Regions from separate parts of the Danio rerio genome. Here region 1 is linked to region 2. Evidence: chromatin contacts called from public Micro-C data. All regions are on one chromosome and are shown on one strand. The core of a region is the stretch at or near the end of the contact, and the rest is flanking DNA. Distances in the headings are between cores, read along the strand shown.

What was found. A called contact is a pair of places that touch in the nucleus more often than the background predicts.
Region 1: a contact with region 2 is called in a Micro-C map of caudal fin, with 4 times the contacts expected there. The contact joins the enhancer-like site here to the promoter of ppap2d in region 2. A contact is called at or near these places in 4 of 18 Hi-C or Micro-C datasets (caudal fin, embryo, fibroblasts and 1 more) and 3 of 4 datasets of contacts at active chromatin or transcription factors (caudal fin, embryo and pancreas).

What each region holds. Positions count from the first base shown.
Region 1 is chr3:48,476,379-48,483,478 of GRCz12tu, forward strand. No RefSeq gene overlaps it. Among named protein-coding and RNA genes, the nearest start is that of ppap2d, 75 kb to the left of the region's middle. Within about 2 kb of position 2,078, at least 21 of the 62 cell types and tissues checked have an H3K27ac peak or open chromatin away from gene starts, as enhancers often do. A contact at or near this core is called in caudal fin, where this site is marked.
Region 2 is chr3:48,403,917-48,410,335 of GRCz12tu, forward strand. ppap2d (phosphatidic acid phosphatase type 2D) reads left to right here and starts at 1,386. Exons shown (of 6, transcript NM_001079978.1): 1 at 1,386-1,826. The coding sequence starts at 1,634.

The DNA of each region.
Region 1 (7,100 bases), core at 828-3,327, 73 kb after region 2:
CATCATTTGACGACATTGGTTTAAAATGTTGGCTCGACATTGAATTTTGGTCACTTTTCAAAACAGTCTAAAATCAACCAAACATAAACTACATTTGATGACGTTACTGGACAGCAAAATACTTTATTAGATGTCCCTAAACGCTGAATTTTGGTGACATCACAACCTAAATCTAACCTAATCTTATGATGTTTGTGCTTTTTGGGTTATAGCAACAACTCCACCTCACTGTTGAGCTGTTTCTCAATACCAAGTACACAAAGTTCAGACTTGCAACCTTGGAAGTTCAGACTTGCCAAGTTCACACTTGGAAGAACGGACTACAGAGGACGCGAGGACACAAGTCGGGTACTACTTCAAATAGAATGGCGGTGTACTTTATAACGTTACTTACCTCACCATGGATTCATCGGTTTCACTGTACATTAAGAATAAAATGATTTAATTAGGTACGGCCCTATAATTAATATTGTATTAATGTTATGAATGAATATTTTTGATTTAAGAGAATATAAGCATAAATAGCCATACATGTAAAGTGAAATAGGTTATTATACAGACTCGTGTCTTTGATTATCAGATTTAATAAACTACAATGGACATTACACAAGTATAAAGTACAAGATGTAAATAATAGGAAATAAAGATAACGCTAGTCAATTTGATAAACAAAGACAAACAGCTTACAACACAATAACATAATTAAAGACAATTATAAAACGGAATAAAACAACACTGCTAAAATATTACACCTGAGAACAAATAATAGATTTTAAAGACCAAAGACTGTCCGCTAGATATGCACAAGATGTATTAAATATCAAGTATTAACCACAATGGAGACATGGGATCCAGCGGTACATCTGTGATGACAAAGCTCCTGCTGACAGGCTGGGGGTCAGTTCACATAAGCTGAGGCACATCGCCAAATACACGCTATTTTTATAAATAAACTGCCGATTCAAGTTTAAAACAACTACATTCTCACCTAGCGAGGCAGTGGCGCATTAGGTAGTATTGTTGCCTCACAGCAAGAAGGTCGCTGGGTCTCTGGTTAGAACCTCGGCTCAGTTGGCGTTTCTGTGTGGAGTTTGCATGTTCTCCCTGCCTTTGCGTGGGTTTCCTCCAGGTGCTCCTGTAGACATATGGTACAGGTAAATTGAGTAGGCTAAATTGTCTGTAGTGTGTGAATGTTTCACAGAGATGGGTTGCGGCTGGAAGGGTATCCGTTGTGTAAAAACTTGCTGGATAAGTTGACGGTTCATTCCGCTGTGGCGACCCTGGATTAATAAAGGGACTAAGCTGACAAGAAAATGAATGAATGAATAACATTCTCACCTGAAAAACTCTTAAAACTTCATTTTGTGACACAACAGAGGAGTATTTTTAAAACCGTGCAGGTTTTCTCCTCTACCTTTAGCTTTCGCTGGTTACGCTGCAATGCATTCTGGGATACCTGTGCTTCACAAATTCGCACAAGTCCCCTCTCTATGCATCCTTGGCAAAAGGGGCAGATCAAATACACATCCGGGAATTTTTTCTGTGCTTGGCAAGATGTGATCTTTGAATTGGAACAGTACTTCGGCGACGGTTGATGACGTTTCACAAGAATGCAAGTACAGACAAGAACGCATATTGTGAAACAGCCTTGGTCTTTCCTCAACATATTCCCACAACATTTCAAAGTGCGGAAAGTAAACAAATGCCATGAGGAACTGATGCGAACTGTGAGGCCTCGTACAATTTACTCATGTGCAGTAAGCATTTTTAAATGTTTCGGTGTGAATGGCCAACATTTTGAAAAAAAAAAAAAAAACTGAATGAATGAAAATTGATCCATGTTAGTGTAGACATAGTCTAGACAGTTCCCTCTTTCATAATATAGCCTACTCAACTGCCAAACACTATGTAGGGACTACTTAGCAAGTGAACAAGTGAGCGCTTTAGTACGCAGGTTCTGTTTTATTCTTCTCCAGCGCACTTTCAGACGAGTAAAAGTCAAGCGAGGGAGAGATAAAGTGCAGCAGTGAAGGCATGAGCGGAGGTGTGGTATGAGGGCCAAGGGGGACGGGATCTGCGGTTGGCTGTTGCTGAGGCACAGGGAGGTGTTTCGGGGGCTCTGGGTGTGGGGCGCTGGGGTGGGAAGGAATGTGACCGTGGTTTTGAGGCTGTTTTGTTTCACAGTGTTGTTACCAGGAAACATATTTCATACCTGACTTGTAGTGTACATGTTCCATAATGTATGGCTCTGTTTTTTTTTTTACATAACGCATTTCGCTTAACTCGTCTTACCACTAAATCTTCACCAACGGCCTTCGCTTTGCCTAATAATCCTGCAGCCTGGAGTCAACAACGATAAGATGAGATTCTTCCCATAAATACAACTCCCTGCTACTTTCAAAGACAAGATGACATGCCAATTCTGAAGGGTTTAAAGTAAAGTATGAAATCATATTTTAGAATTGCTAGATATTATTATGTATATTTAATAATATTTATTAAGGGCCAAAGGTTCAAGAAACTGCTGTTGCAAAGTTAGATTCATTGTCTGCATGAGATTTCTGCAAGATTGAGTGATGAATGCAGGGAATGAACCACATTCTGTTCCTGGAGCAGCTTCTGATAAACCTTTTGACATTTTAAAAACAACTCCTGCTGAAGAAAACTCCTTGAAACCATGACACTTCACCTTTCATGACTTCTGCACACACTTTCAGACTTTCCCCATTGGACTAAAACAAATGAAATCCACCTTCATGACTAATGTGAACTTTGGTCCAGTTCTCAGTCCACACAGCATGCTCCTCAGCAAAGGTTAGTCTGGTCTTTTGATTTTTTACGCTGTTGAAGTTTTGGCAAATTCCCAATTGATAAACTGAAGTCAAGATGCAGTTTTATTTAGATTTCTGCAATATGGTGTATAAATATATTTAGCAGAATGTTCTTAGGCAGGACATTGTTTCATCCACAACGAATGTGAATGGTGATGTATTATTTTGTTTGCTCTTGAAGGATTAAACAGAAGTATTTTCAGACATGAAAATCTATCTATCTATCTATCTATCTATCTATCTATCTATCTATCTATCTATCTATCTATCTATCTATCTATCTATCTATCTATCTATCTATCTATCTATCTATCTATCTATCTATCTATCTATCTATCTATCTATCTATCTATGTGTGATCCATCCCTGCAGGCATAGGACATTAACATGTTATATTGATGTTGTACTCCAACGTCCCTCAACGTTTTGTTTAGAAATGAAAATTGGGTTGACGTCGGAACCCAATGTCAGGCCGACGTTAGTGTCCAACGTTCAACCTAAAATCAAGAAAATATCGCCTAATCATATTACACCTTGACATTGTGTGGGCGTTACCACTATGGCATCTATCAGACATTGGATTTTGGTCACTTTGCAACCAAATATCAACATAATTTTGACGTTTTTATTTGAAGTCAAAATAGCGTTGTCCTACAGCCTGATTTATGCTTCTGTGTAAAGTGATTGGCGTGACACATGGTGCATGCAACGCGCTGTGCATTTATACTTCTGCACACTGTTGCTATTGCTCTAAAATAACACTTCCAAAACGCTAGTTGGCAGTGAGGTGTTTTTGTTCCTCTGTGTCGAGTTTCTTTGCTGGTGTTTTGTTTTTCTGAACACTTCCTTAATGTACAAGTGGCTCAAACTCGCTCATTTTGAGGCAGGAACCTTATGGTTAACAACTTTAACCATAAGGTGAAAACAAATCATGCCATGATGACAGTAAATATTTGACTAGGCACTTCTATTCAGCTTGAAGTCACATTTAAAGGCTTAAATAGGGTAATTAGGTTAACTAGGCAGGCTAATTAGGCAAGTTATTATATAATGATGGTTTGTACTGTAGACTATAAAAAAAAAAAAATATATATATATATATATATATATATATAACTGATTTTATTCTTGCCTAAATAAAACAAATAAGACATTTTCCAGAAGAAAAAAATGTTATCAGACATACTGTAAATGTTTCCTTGCTCTGTTAAATATAATTTGGGAAATATTTAAAAAATTAATAAAAAAAATTCAAAGGTAAGATAATAATTCTGACTTCAACTGTATGTGTGTTCAACCCTGTTGTACAAAGAAATGTTTGTGCAAGAAACTTGGAACAGCAGCCACACACAAGTTATTATGAGATAAGAAGCTTGAGCTCATTTGATGAGACTTTGGAAAACATGTAAAGATGTTGTAATTAATGTTCCACAGAATTATATTTTCTCTTAAATCATGCTAGTTGTTAACTTGCACTTCATCAAAAGGCAGAACAAATCTTCTTTTATACTTCTATAATATGTATTAATAATGTATTTGATAGTCTGTGAATGAGTAAATTAACAACCAAGTTTTAATTTCAGGTGAACTATGCCTTTAATAGATTCTGATGTCATGCTTACTTTAAAAGCATTCTTCCTCAGCACTTAACTCCTGCCTTTTTCTGCTCTCTCTTTCTATTTCCCAACAGTTGCATCTGGCTCGCCCCTGGACATTTCGATCTGCCTGATTGAGTCCTAATCGGAGCCTGTGAAACATTTCAGACCTTTCACCCCTCGTTATCAAGGAAAACAAAGATTACCAAATGTTCTTCTTTGACCAACACATGGCTCGTACCGCATGGGAATGACATTGATAAGAAATTAGGTGAACAAACATTCAAAAATAGCTGCCCTCATCAATGAAAGTGACGTCTTTGAGATAAGAATCGAATACGATGGAGGATTTCTTCTGCATGTATTCTTCCACGTAGGTTCCACTCAGACGCGAGCGCTTCATACCTGAGACAGCAATCAGATGAAGGGCATACCTTCCTGGATCTGATTACATTCCTATCGGCTCATTATCAAGAACACTTGCAAACAAAAGGCCGGCAAAACACTACACAGGCAGCGGTTCACCCCACAGCAGCACTAAAACTACCTCATAAATCCAAAGCCGCAAACACTTTGCTATATAATGATCGTCATTTTTTATTTACGCTCTCTCCGCAGCTTATGACGGTGGCGTTAATCTGCTCTGGGAAAAGCTGAACCTCAGCACTGCCAAAATGAGCTGTACGGGATATCAGGACTGTTCTCGCCACGCTCCGTGGCTCATGGCTTCAACTCTGCGTGATGCCAGCTCAATTCCTAATAGAATTAGCTTGGATTAATTGGCTGTTTATATTCAAGAGTTCCAGTCTTGTTCCTTTCCCTGATACGGAGAGCATTGCTCCATTTATCCCAGTAATGAAAGTGGAGAATGCAGTGGCAGCGGTCATTACCGCTCCCCGACCAGAACAATGTGTTCTGACTCCAGCCTGTGAAAGACATTAACTAGGCCGTCTGAGAACACTGATGACTAAATATCTCAGTCTCTTTGCTCCGCAGCTGACTGCAGGGACTGCACTAGGGTCAAAAGCACTGCAACACTGCAAAAAACAACCCTTACCAGTTTCAAAATAGCTCAATGCCCTTGAGGGCGGAAGTGTGATGGGAATCTGATGTGTTGAGGAGATCTGCGGTGTCTGTGTTGAACATAGACACGTACATCACCTCCACACCTGTCTGGCTGGAGCCTGCCAGCCCATACCTGAGAGGACAAACCCACAGAGGTATACACCGCCACACATCAGATCTCAACGCTCCTCTCCGTCATGTCCATATTTGCGCAACAGAAAGGTAGATCACTTGCTGTACGTATCAGCCAGAACATCAAGTGTGAACTATTTACAGTGCTAAGTGAAGTATCTCCAAACATCTACGGAGGCCCTCAGCATTTCATTGAATTCAGTATATTATGAAAACAGCTTCAGAATTCATGGAAATGTGTTGAAATTGTCGGTTACACTTTGTTCAGATTTTTCCCTTTAAATCGATTATATAAATACAGTACATTTGTAGCTATCACCTACTGGATTATTGATAGAGTTTTGGTCAACTGAATCAGATCGGGTAAGCAAAATGAGTTGAGGTACAGTACTTGGAAAGTTACTTTTTCCATGCAGTTTATTATTACATTATTAATACTGTAATTGATAATTGTATTGAGGATGTAATGTATTAAAACCAAATAGACCACTTTCATGGTATTCGACTGTGTTAGTGTCCTTGGGAAGGGTAGTGCATTCTGTGATGGCACTCAATGCTGAAAAGCACATAGAGATTTTGTAGCACAATATGCTTGCTGGTTGCCATACCTGATGGATAAAAGTCATCATTTGTCGTCAATATGACATCGGTTTAAGGTGTTGGCGTGATGTTGAATTTTGGTCACTTTCCAACACCTGCCTAAAATCAATCAAATATCAACGTCATTTTATTGGACAGCAAAATAACATTGTCCTTAGATGCCTAATATTAGCCTAACCTAACCTAATATTAACGTCTAATGAATTTGCAAAGTCCAGCTGCGGAGAAAGAGGATAGAGGTAATTCATTGGCCTGTCTGCAGTCCCGACCTGTCTCCAATAGGGAATGGGTGGCACATTTTGACGTAAAAACTGCATCAACAAAAACCCTAAATATATACACACATACAGTTGAAGTCAGAATTATTATGCCGCTGAATTATAAGCCCCCTATATACATTTTCTACCAATTTCTATTTAAAAGAAATATGTTTTTGTTAAACACATTTCAAAACACAATGGTTTGAACAACTAATTTTCTAATAACGTATTTATTTTAACTGTGCCATGATGACAGTACATTCTACTTTACTGGATAATGGCTTAATTAGGTTAATTAGGGAAGTTAGAGTATTTGGGCAAATAATTGTCAATAGTGGTTCATATAAATATGAACCACTTAATTTGTGCCAGAACACAACGGTCATTTTACCGATCCACCCACCTACCCGTCTGCTATTCACTTTCAATTTTTTCTGTGACTCTCTAACCCTCTTCACTTTTGTCCGTGACACCTCTCCGCCATCCAACGCCTGGATATACCCTCTGCCCTGAGCGCGACACCTCTGCATCATCATTTTGCCATGATGGCAGTAAATAATATTTGACTAGATATTTTTTCAAGACACTTTTATACAGCTTAAAGTGACATTTAAAGG
Region 2 (6,419 bases), core at 136-2,635:
TCCCTGTGTTTGTGTGGGTTTCCTCTGGGTGCTCCAGTTTTCCCCACAGTCCAAAGACATGCGGTACAGGTGAATTTGGTAGGCTAAATTGTCTGTAGTGTATGAGTGTGTGGTGGGTTGCGGCTGGAAGGGCATCCTCTGCGTAATAATTTGCTGGATAAGTTGGCGGTTTATTCTGCTGTGGCGACCCTGGATTGATGAAGGGACTCACTAAGCCGACAAGAAAATGAATGAATAAATAAATAATCACGGTTTTCTTAAATGCTTAGGCTGAATCAAATTAACCTTATGAGTCCATTGAAATTATGCTATGTTAAACTGACTTAAAACAGCCTGCGTAAATTCAAGTTAGAACCTGATTACTTAGTTTAATAAGTTGCAATGAACTAAAAACCTTCACTGTCATAAATATTTGCTGCTATAATCATATAATTTTGTAGAGTGCAGTTAGTTTATTCATATCATTCCACTTTGTTGTGGTCTTGTGGACTATCCTGTTATTTTATACTAAGAATGCTTTTACTGTGTCTTAGTAAATCTTTATGCAGGACTTCACACAATTACGTTATGTTGTCGCAAAACAAATTGATTTAGTTGTTTTTAGAAATTATAGTAGATTAGATATAAAACAGTTAAGTTATTACTAATATTATTTATTATTTCCTTTATTTAGCCAGGAGATCACATTGGGACAGTACTCTCTCCCTGGTCAACATGGCTGGCAAATTACAAAATCACCATTCATAAAAAGATCAGATCATAAAAAAAAAAAAAAAAAAAAAACAAGTTCAACCCTAAAACAAAAACAAGAAAATAAATAAAAAAATAAAAAATAAACGATAAATAAATAAATAAATTAATTAATTAATAATAATAATAATAATAGTAATAATAATAATAACAACAACAACAACAACAACAACAACAACAACAACAATAATAATAATAATAATAATAATTTTATTTTAAATAAGTAGTTTGAACAAGCATTAAACATCTTTTTTCAATGTTGGTGTTAACGATCAGATTAATTAAAAATAAAATTTCACAGGCGAAAACGTTCCCTAAGTATCCATCTACCAAGTTTTCACACGTTCGGATCGCATATTCAACACCAGAATGCTGTCTAGGAAGGAAGCTCAGTAGGATTTGTGACAGCCCCAAAGAGGGGCGGAGGAATAACTAATACCCACAAATCAAAACACGATCCGCTTCAAGTTTTCTCTCGGTTGGGGAAGGAAATAGGAGTTTTGACATGGAGAGTACAAGTCACAGAGGATGACAACTTTTGACTGACATATGTTTTCAGGAATGTGCTTTTCTCCATCATGTCCAGATGATGATGGCCAAACTGCAGCTCAAACTTCTCTCAAGTGCTGGAGAAAGGAGTTTTCGTGTAAAAGAGAGCGAACCAGGATCCCTGTGCAAGATTGTTCGCTTTTATTAGTTAAAGTTTCGGCATTCACTTATTTTAAACGTACGCTTGAGTTGTGACAGTTATTGGATTTTAACGGAAACGTTCAGAAGGATTCGAAACTTAAAGTGAACTTTATTCTTAAGCTGTCAAGTTGGTTTTATCTGCGTTATAAAGGATAACATATACGCAAAAAAAGTATTGAATTTTACGGACATCATGCAGAAGTTGAATTCGGTGAACAGTATGAATTCGGAGCTCCAGCAGCGGCTGGCGGATAACGGCGGATCCGGAGAGGCAGCGAGGGAGAACGGCACGAAGCACATCCTGAGCCCCGCTGAACCTGTGGATACGGTTCAGTGCTCCAGCAGAAAGATGCTGGTTGGGCTGGACATCCTCTGTCTGCTCGTGGGTAAGAGAAAGAAAGTTGTGTGAGAGTTTGAAATAACTTTCATTGTTATGTTAATGACATAATGGCATGTCATTAGATCATTTGCAAAAGTGTCATCAAATAACTAGGTTACACTTCTTGGTTTTAGCATTAAGAAACATTATATAACGTTCTGCAGGTCAGTTCAAAGATATTTCATAACTTGTTATGCATTAAGGTTATGCCAAGCTGATGCAATTTTTTCCCACCTCCTCTGCTTCTATGCAAAGAAAACAATTCTAAAGCAGCACAACAGATTTATAGCAGGGCTTTAAAAGTTGTGCAACTACTTCATGTGTTGTCCTCACAATATATAACAAAAATGTTTCTGACGCAAACGACTTGACATGGGAACAAAGTCTCAAAAGTTGCTCAATCCAAATAATCCCCCTAAAAAGCCAAATCAGAGCTTAGAAAGGGAAAATAATAAGTTCATAACCTCTGCGCACGTGGTTTGTGTGTCTTCAGTTTAGAGTTGGCAGGAAAGTTTGTCCTGGGAAATTCAGCGTATCCATGGAAACAAGCAGTTCTCCAGAGAAAAGTGAAACTGCCTTTTCAGATGGCTCGAACCGCATGTGTTATTTACTTTGTTTTGGCTGTACTTTATTGTAACTTTCATTAAAAGTTAGAAAAAAGTGAAACTGCTATTTTTACTGTTACCACTACCTGATCTGATGCATAATTAAATGCTTTTTTTTTCTAATGAAATGCATTTGATTATGTCTGATAATGCCCTCATTTTGGCACTACAAGAACTGGGAAGGGTTTTGGTTCTAGGAATGCCATTTGAACGAACTACATTAGCACAGAAGGAATTGCAATGGCATAAGAACTGATCACAACAACAGCACAGCATTTTACACATTCAAAAAGAAAATGTCAGTATCATGTGTCATCTTTGTTTGTGGCGTGCCTTTTTTTGCCAAGCTGATATTTAGCACCACAAAAAGTTTATATATTCCGGCTTTTTGTTATTTCATTCACATAACTCTACATTTCAACTGTAGGCCAACATACTGTATGACACTTCAGAGTTCCTAATGACACAACCAAGAAAACTGTCTAAAGTAAATTAGTTTTTAGGGTACTGGTCCTGGTGGATGGTTCCTATTAGCGAGTTCCTATACAGTATGTGTCACTTCAGAGTTCCTAGTTATGCAACCAGGAAAATTGTCTAATGGAAATTTATTTTTGGGGAACTTTTTTCTGGTGGCTGGTTCCTTTGAGCTAGTTCCTATATGCCACTTCAGAGTTCCTAGTGACACTACCAGCAAAACTGTCTAGTGGAAATTAGTTTTTGGGGAACCAGTCCTGGGGGCTGGTTGCTATTAGCTAGTTTCTATAACTATATGTCATTTCAGAGTTCCTAGTGACACAACCAGGAAAATTGTCTAGTGAAAATAATTTTTTTGGGAAACAGGTCCTGGTGGTTAGTTCTTATTAGCTTGTACCTTTGATTATAATTCACTTCAGACTTCCTAGTTGTGGAATCAGGAAAATTGTCTAGTAAGAATTATTTTTGGGGGGAACTGGTCCTGGTGGCTGGTCCCTCTAGACCAGGGGTCACCAACCCTGTTCTTGGAGAGCTACCTTTCTGCAGAATTCTGTCCCAACCCTGATCAAACACACCTGAACCAATTAATAGTACCTAAAGCAGCAATTGATAATTACAAACAGGTGTGTTTGGTCAGGGTTGCAACTGAAATCTGCAGGAAGGTAGCTCTCCAAGAACATGGTTGTTGACCCCTGCTCTAGACCCTATAACTATAAGTCATTTCAGAGTTCCTAGTGACACAACCAGGAAAATTGTCTAGTGGAAATTAATTTTTGGGTAACCGGTCCTGGTGCATGGTTCCTCTTAGTTAGTTTCTACAACTGTTTGGTGCTAAAGCCCTTGCATTGACAAAATAAAATACCCACCCAATCTCACAATAATTTGTTACTTTTTGATAAGTTGTTAATTCGTATGAATTTGTTTGATCTTATTTTATACATTTAAATATGATTTGCTCATAGTTGTTGGGTTTAGAGGTGGGGCTTGTGGCCCAAGCCTTCAAATAAAAAACATAAATTTTAAAATACTTAAAATAGTTAAATTTCTTGGCTAACAATACAATGTTTTTAGTCATTTTGCTAATTATGGTAAGTTGGGGTTGTTTTGAAAACACTCTATAACATCAGCTCTTTCTGAAAACATCCTCCTATATTTATAGAGATTGTGAATTTTGCTGCCAGAAGTACGTATGGCTGCATTTTGTATTAAAAATTAATGATACAGGACGGTATAATGGCATTCCTGCTTTTCCGCTGTTACCAATTTGTTCAGTAGTTTGCCATGTACATCGGCAGACTTGAGACGCAGAGAGGAGTTGACTATGATGACCGGGTTACTATGTGACAAATTACAGTCCTAGAAAGTTGGTAAGACAAAAACAGAAACCAGAAAATAAAATAAAGAAGTAAATAAAAGGGTGAGAATGTAGTAAAATCTGAAAATGTGGTAAGGGCTTTTCTTTTTCTGGTTTGCTGTTTAAAACACTGTCAGTTGGATTTAGGTATTAGGTGGGCAGGTCAATCTGTGCTTTTAAAAACACTATTGGTTTTGTTTTGGGTAAGGAGGAGGGTGGGTCAGTCGATGAGTCAGTCTGTCGACAGCGGCCTCTGGTGGATTTACGCGATAACGGCAGGTGTGGATGTTAAGAGCAGGCATGGATGGCACCTTTAAAAAAAGTTTGAGGTTTGAGGTAAAAGTACATACACAGTGGCCACTTGTGGGTTTGCAAAAACAAAAACTGCAAAAAACAAAGCACCTAGGACATATTTGGCACTCTCCAGAAATGTATATAGGTGTACGTTTTCAGAATGAGCTTGGGTTGATACTGTCTGTACACAAAACATTTCATATATGCAAAAAAAAAAAAAACTTTTTTGTTTACCATTGTACCATAAGCATACACTCAATGTAGACTACATGAACTAACCATGATGATTTAAACAAGTTATTAAAAATGGTAAAGTTTCCCCGCCACTACAAAAAAAAAAAAAAAAAAAGGTCTTTTCATCTCCATTAAACCTTGAAAAATGTTGTCCCGGTGGTTTCTCTATGGATTTACTACATTTTACATTGCTGCTAGTAAAATCAGTGCACACCCCGTCTGTTTCAGACGATTTAATGTGTCACAACAACATTCACACTAAGGATGAGGGGATAAACACTTTTAATTATGTCTTTTTTATGTCGTTGCTTTTGCACTGCCAGATAGAACCTGTCCAGGCAGCCAGACAGGTTACAGTGAGTTTTTCACCAGTCTGACTGAGTGCAAATTACACAAATAGGACCTGCTATAGGCCTTCAGGTGAAAGTCCTTATCCCACAGAATCTGTTTTTAGAAAAGTGTAGTTATAGTAGTGTCAGGGAGAGCTTGAGGTTTCTGAGGGTAAATGTCATGCAAAGAACTTCCTTTGATTCAGGATGACTATCGTTTTACACCTCGTGATGCTACGCTCATGCACTCAGCAGTTTTGAGAACGCGTAACAGGATTCACACATGATTAAGAAGGAGCAGTTCATGTAACCTTGTGATGACAGACTGGAGAAAGTGGAGAGTGAGCAGAGAGGAACTGTGGGATGAGGCATGACTTGATTGAAGACGAGGTCATTTGTAACTGTTTGCTCCGGTTACCATCGTACACGTTTCCCTCGTTTAATGGAAGAGAAGTTTGTGGGACTTCCTTTTGTCATTCATTACAACTCTCAAAAAAACAAAACAAAAAAAAAAAAAAAACAAAGGTACATGATGCAGATAATTTGTGCTGTATTCTCCTAACATTCTGACTTTTGATTTGGAAAAACATATTTATTTTGGATTCATACTTTAAATAAATAACATAACATATAAGTTACAAACATTTGAAGAATATAGTGCAAATATTCTAGTGAAAATATTTTGTTCCCCCACTACCACCCCCACCCAAAAAAAAAAACAAAAACAATTATTCACCCTCAAGTGGTTCCAAATCTTTCTTTATTCTGTTAAACACAAAGTAACATGTTTTGAAAAAAAAAAAAATCTATTGATTTGCATTGAAATATCCCCAAAAAGAACTCTGACTTGACTTCCATAGGACAAACAAATTCTATAGAAGCCATTAGTTAGTTTTTTAGCCCTTTTCAGAAATATAAAGAAACTCATAAAGCTTTGAAACAAGTAAAATGTGAATAAATTATGGCATCATTTCATTTTATGTGAATTATCCCATTAAATTGTATTATTGTTTAATAAAAAACAGTAAAGTGAAATGAAAATTTTGCCCACTTAAGTAGGTTTTAACAGCATCATTATATGTAAATGATGACAGACTTTCTATTTCTGGGTAAACTGTCATTTTAAAGCATTATGTCACGTAAAATCCACGAGAATCAGCAGAATAAAAGAAAAGCAGCTTAATTCAGAGAAGAAAATGATTCACAGAATCAGACGTGGATCATAATCATTAACAATGAAAACAAATAAGTGACAGAAACTAAAAATATTGGGTGTTCACACAGTTCAAGTTCTCTTGGTCTGGACTGAA